Regions from separate parts of the Ovis aries genome. Here region 1 is linked to region 2. The links are chromatin contacts, called in public Hi-C maps. All regions are on one chromosome and are shown on one strand. The core of a region is the stretch at or near the end of the contact, and the rest is flanking DNA. Distances in the headings are between cores, read along the strand shown. Region 1 has its middle 14 kb from the start of NKX2-2. Region 2 overlaps LOC121816161 (a long non-coding RNA gene).

Region 1 (3,171 bases), core at 353-2,852, 300 kb after region 2:
GCTGGGGGATCAGGGGTTTATTTGCAGATCCTGGATAAAAGATGATATATCGACACAGTTTAGAGTGTCATTGCGCTCGGCCTCTCAGGAAGCCACAAGTACATATTTCCTGAAATACCGGCCAACACAATATCTAATCCACACGCCACTTAAGCAGGGGAGAGGAACCTCGGCAACTCCAAAGTTCGCGTCTGGTTGCCGAGTTCTGGGCCCCGGAGACCCCACCCGGGCTGGATCGGGTGCACCCGGACGCCCCCTCCCCTAATCTTTGTCTTCAGGCCAAGTATCACTTAGTGTAGGGCCTTAATAAATACGTCTGAGAACTGTCCTTATGCTCGGTAAATATTGGATTAGCTTTTCAATGACCAGGCTCTTGAAAAGGCTGGAGAAATCCACACCAGGTCTCGACTAAGCCCAATAGTCAATAGGTAAGGAAAAGACTGTTTCCTTGGCTGGGGTTGGGAGTGTGGCGATGGGGGGGGGGGGTTCCTACTCTTATCCAGTTAGATGATTCTACTATACGACAGCAGTTCTGGAAAATAGAAAAACAAAGGGGGTAGTCGCCTGAAATTTGGATGAGCTGGACTTTCCACCTGGAAACCTTGATGGATTCTATTTCCATACAGCGCACAGCCTCAGCAAGAATTCGTTTTGTCTAACACGTTTTTTGTTTGGGGACTCCTTACCAGAATTTCTGACTTGGCTCTAGGGACAAGGTATCACCCAAAAGCTCTCTGACTGCCCCACTAAGTTCGGAGTGTTTAGGTGAGGCAAGCCCCACTCTGCCTCCCTGTTTTCCAAAGGCTACGATGTAGGAGACATTCAGAATTAAAGAGGAAGTCCCTTTCTCCTCCAGCACGGAGGTGCTGGTCGTTAAAGAAGTTTCTAAACCGGTTTCCCGTGGTAGCGCCGAGATGCCAGGAGGGTCTGGTGCATAATTTGAATGACAGGGGGTTGGTCACAGAGGGGTCCCGCAGGGTAAAAGCCGGCTCAGACCGGCTGCAGCGTAAATCGAGGGCTAAAGAGTCCCTTGGCGTCCCTGACCCTCTCCTGCAGTGCGAGGAGGGCTGGCTCCGTGCGCCCAGGCGTCAGGACGCGTCCAATTCAGGAACAAGAGACCTGGCTGTTCATCTACCCTAGAGCCGCGAAGCTGGTGGCCTCGACGCTTCTCCTGGCTCTGGGCACCTCGGTGTCCTCCTGCGCCTGGCACGGTCCACTGGCTTCTACTCCAGGGTCCTAGACAGGAGAGGCCTAGCCGCTAGCTGCGCTCCCCGGAGCCCTCAAAGCGCGCGCAAGGAGCCCCAACCCTGAACGCGGATGTACACAGACTCGTGCCCCAGTTTAGAGCCAGTATTTGCTAAAGAGACCGAGGCAGAGACAGAGAAAGAGAGATCTCCAGCTCTCAGAGTGTCACGGGGCCTAGGCGGGGCAAGCGCCCTCTGAGGCCATCAAAGACAGGGGTAGCTGTTTCCCCCTCCTCCAGCCTCCTCCCCAATAGATATAGCACGAATTTTTAATGCGTCTTCCTTTCACAGACAACAATACAGGGTTTGAAAGCCGGACACAATTTGGGTTTTGTGCGGGTCCCTCCTCGCGCTCCCTTGGCCCAGCTGGCCATATGGAATCCAGCATGGAGCCCGCGGATGACAAAGGGACCCAGTGACGGGCCCAACAAAACCCCAAGGAGACTTCTGCCTGACTCTGGGATTCACTGCCCGCGATAAGCGCGCTGAATGGTGCGGGGTGGAGGGGCGGAGGGTGGGCCCCTTTTCCCTCTTCCCCTCTCTGTCCCCTGCGATCCTTTCTCTGTCCCTTTTTAATATGCACGCCTCTAACATCCCCGGCTCCCAGCTCTCCCATTGTGCCGTTTTGTGCGGCCCCGCTGTAGATTGGGCGAAGATAGACTGCTAAAGCGGACCCAGCGCCGGGTGCGCTCCCAGGGCGCTGGGGTTAGGGCCACACAGGCTCTGCGGGCGCTTTTATTGACTCCGTGGGGACCCGAGGACAGAGAGAGGCGGGCGTCGGGCCCACCTCCCGGGCTCCGGGCCGCTGGAGCGCACACAGACAGCAGGCCCGGGGCCTGGCCACCGCCCCAAATGTGCCCTCAAAGCGCACACGTGGAAGCCTGCGAGAACTTGGCCCTTCCTCGCTGCCTCCTTCCTCTCTGGAGGCCTGGCGGGGGCGGGGGGCGGGCGCCTACGATCATTTTTTGGCTCCCAGAAGTTTGGGTCCTGAAACAGTCAAAAGCAGCCAAGTCTTGGGGCTGTGCCTCGGGTCTCCTGACAACCCCACTCCAACAGGCTAAGAACTCTCACTTTCCCTGCGGGCGGATGGGGTTATAGGGAGGTTACTAGAGGAATGTTGAGTGGTTGGTATCTGGGCAAGCTGGGCATTGGCACACACGATTTGGAAATTCTCCTAGCTTTTGCAAAGAGCAAAATATAAAACTCCAAACGTTTCCACGCTAGGATGGGGAACAAAGGTAGACTTTCCAGCATTTAGGAAAACCTGGAAGAACCCAGTCGAACCTGGAGAGGAGAAAGGACATTTAGGAGGATATTCGCAAGACTCCAGCGCCCTCAATTATCCAGGGGTGGCTGCGCAACGCGGGAAGAGCGTGTAATCACGTCCCGGGCGGGTGGCGTTGAGTGCTATTGACGCGCCGATTTGGTCACACGGATAATCATGTTTGCTTTAGATATTGAATTAAATCTGATCATCTACTAGAGGCAGCGAGTAAGTCAGCTGGGACCGGCTCCTTTTGCTCTGCCTCCTCGCCCCCCGCCCCCAGCCACGAAGGTGGAGCTCGAGAAAAAAAAAGATTGTTTCCGAATGGGGCCGACTTCCAATATCCCGAGGCGTCTCCCAGCTCTGGCTGGGCTCTGAGCTTCGGAGCCCCGGGTGTTTTCGGAAATCAGCGAGATAACAGGAGATAGGGGGCCCTACCCCCGAGTCCGCGGGGCCCTCTGCGATGCTCCCCGGGTATGCGTCCTTCAGGGAGCTCTCCCGGCCACAAGGGTGGGATGGAATCGGACCTCTAACGAGGGAAGGACTGAGGCGCCCTCCCCCGGGCGAACTTGGGCTGTGTGCTCACCTTCCGCTCCCCTCACCGCAGCCCAGGAGGCCGGGGCGCACCACCCCACCCCAGACCCCTACTTTCGAGCAAGCAAT
Region 2 (2,954 bases), core at 303-2,802:
GGGCGGATGCCTGAAGCCCTCGGAGAACGCAGGGAAATCCTGCCAAAACGTTTCCAAACAATAGTCATCGGACTGCCAGATAATTCAGAAACTATTTGTATGAGCTGTTTATCAAATTATTAACCGCACAGATGTTGTTTGGCTGAAGACCAGCTGAATCCCCTCTCTGGCAGCCGCGGAGACAAAGGTCTCCAGGAATAATTGGAGATGTGCATGGAATATTAAATTAATTTACTGCTCTTAATTCTTATGCAAATTCTGACCTCCGATAGCGCCTATCAATTACCCTGCGCGCAGTGAAAGCGAAGGCGACAGTTTCTTTTCTTCTCTTTGCTTTTTTTTTTTTTTAAGAACTCGAAAAAAGGAAATATTTGCAATAAGCAGGCGGTAGGAGCACCGCGTAACTGGAATTATTTAATTGAATCTCCAAGTTTTCAGGGTTGTCCGTAGAGGATAAAATCCCAGGACTCGGAGGAGTGGGACGGGAGGGATGCGAAGGGCTCAAGAATTTGTGGGTTTGGCTGCACACCTGCGAATGGCGGGAAACACGCCATGGGTAGAGACGGGTACTGGCAGATGAAACACGCGCCTGTAGGCCGACGCAGACCTTAGCGATTCTGCGGGTTCAGCTCTGGTGAGCGATTCGGCGTGAGCCCCACGCACTTGGCAAACCCGGGTCAGACATGGAAGCGCCTTTATGGCGGCGGACCGATGGCTGCAAGGTCTCCATCTGAGCTCTGGCTTCCTTTTACTTATCTTGTAAAGGTTTTAACCCGTGTCTAACCCCCAACCAAAAAATAGACAAGCAAAACCAACCAATCAACCAAAAGCAAACAAACAAAATCAGATTTTATTCTTTGCTTGAAAAACCCAAACCACCACGTTAAGCGCGCCCGTCCAACTCCTACTGAAATCCCGGGTGGGCCGAAACGCATTTAATTGTCTCCTGCGCGGAGAAGTGAGCTCACTTTTCTCTCTGAACTAAGCAAACGCCCAGGCTTTGTTTGCGCTTGTGGCTTCAGCTCTGTGCGGCTTCTCCGCCCCAGTGGTGGGTTGTAAACCTGGGGTCTCTGAGTCTTTCATCATCTTTCTAATAAGGAAAAACAAATCGGGCGCATAATGTCATCGGCCCCGGCTCGACCTCGCCGGGACCTCGGCGGCCCGACGATGTCGCCAGCGGCCCCCCGGCGCAGTCAGGACGCGCCGCCTTTCAGCTCCTCGCGGCCCCCACAAAAGCCAGACAACAATATCAATTAATCATGCAGCCGGCAAACAAGGAGATTTATCCCGCGACAAACAGCCCCACCGAGAGCCGCTGAATGGGCGTGATTAGCATGTGAAAAGACGAGCAAAACTCCGCGGTTCAACAGCTAAAGAGCAATTTGATGGGGCTGGGATGGGGAAATTACTTGATTAGCGTCCGTCGGAGGAGAGCACGGTGACAGCCCCTCGGCCCGGAATCCGAAGGGGAACAAAACGCCCTGGTAAACTCGGCGACGTGGAGGGACAGCGCGCGAGGGAGGGGAGCGCGCGGCCCCGCACTGCGGCCGTGAACAGGGCCGGGGCGGGTAGGGCTAGCGAGGGGATGACCCGCGAGCCGCGGCCAGCGCCCGAGGCCGGAGCCGAAGCGAGCCACGCGACAACGGGGGTCTGATCGCCCTCACCCTGGGCCCCCAAGCCGGCACAGGGCGGACTCCAGTCATCCCCACCCGGGGCTGGATGTCAACCGCGCTGCCTTGCTCGAGTCGGAAAGAGGTGCGGGCGGAGGGAAAGGCCCACCCACGCGGTCCCGGGAGTTCCCTGCGCGGGCCTCAGGGACACAGCTCGCCGGGCAGCAGCCTCCGTCAGCTCTAGGGCTCCGGCCCCGGGTCCGAGTGGCGCAGACCGTCCTGCGACCGTTCCCCGAGAGGTTCTGCGGTTCCATTCCCGCGGACAGCGAAGATGGGAGCCAGTCAAGACCTGTTTCCCGGCTGTTATGAATTTCATCACCTTGTTCCTGTCTACTCGAAAAGCTGGCTCGTTTGAGCGATTTTTTTTTTTTTTTTTTTTTTTTTTTGCCGAGAGAAAGGTTCCTTGGCTGCATTCCTTCGGGGAGGAGGTGGGGAGCTGGGGCAGAGTGTCGCCCGCAGTGAGGACGCGAGGGCCTCGGGGGAGGGACCTGAATGGAGCAGTTCCGGGGGCTGTCTTCCTGGGCTCGGGTGGGCAGCCCCGGGCCTGCCTTGGATCCGCACATGCAGGACCAGAGCTGGCGGCGTGGGAAGCAGCTTCTGCGCGGCCTCCTCCCAGGCCCGGAGTGCTGGTCGGGAGGCCCACGGCCCAGTCGCGGCCCGGGATCTGGGTTGGGTACACTCAGGCCTTTGGGGAGGCGCTTTTATTTTCTGGGGAGATGGGTGACTGGGTGGCACGCTCAGGAGCAGGGAGACTCGGGGTTCGCAGGACTAGGATCAGTGCTCGGTGCCGGCACACTCGGGCGCCCACACTTTCCCCTCAACCCCCCAGTCGGTTCCGGAGCTAAAGTCTGCACCAATCGCAGCGTTTCCACTTACTTTCCACTCTCTGGGCGCCCATAGCCTTCCCTCTAGACGCACGCCCACAACCCACTGCTCCTGGCTCCTCCCTGCGCCAGGGAAGGGAAAGAGTCCGACACCCCACCCCGGTCACCAGTCCCCCAAATCCCAGACTAACTCCCTCTCCGTCTCAGGACCCCCTCAAAGGGTCCTTCCAGCTCACGGCCCAGATCTCAGGGTACAGATGTCTCTGGGCACTCCTATGATGCGGCCTCCAATTTACCTGGGGGCGGGAAAATCTAATTCGGCCTTCGGTGAAGTATATTAACACAAAGGTATTAAAGACTTCAGTAGACAGATTTGCCAAGGCCCCGGCCATATTAAATTCACCCTGTCCCTTGGCACAAATGAACCGAGCACCGAGGAGTCAAATCTTGTATATAAAGG

What was found. Hi-C and Micro-C count contacts between places; a contact is called where the count stands out from the background.
Region 1: a contact with region 2 is called in a Hi-C map of hypothalamus, with 4 times the contacts expected there. The contact joins two enhancer-like sites. A contact is called at or near these places in 2 of 16 Hi-C or Micro-C datasets (hypothalamus and liver).

What each region holds. Positions count from the first base shown.
Region 1 is chr13:40,318,424-40,321,594 of ARS-UI_Ramb_v3.0, forward strand. No RefSeq gene overlaps it. Among named protein-coding and RNA genes, the nearest start is that of NKX2-2, 14 kb to the right of the region's middle. Within about 2 kb of position 1,603, at least 9 of the 54 cell types and tissues checked have an H3K27ac peak or open chromatin away from gene starts, as enhancers often do. A contact at or near this core is called in hypothalamus, where this site is marked.
Region 2 is chr13:40,014,404-40,017,357 of ARS-UI_Ramb_v3.0, forward strand. All of the region lies in intron 1 of LOC121816161 (a long non-coding RNA gene), which reads right to left. Among named protein-coding and RNA genes, the nearest start is that of KIZ, 29 kb to the right of the region's middle. Within about 2 kb of position 1,553, at least 5 of the 54 cell types and tissues checked have an H3K27ac peak or open chromatin away from gene starts, as enhancers often do. A contact at or near this core is called in hypothalamus, where this site is marked.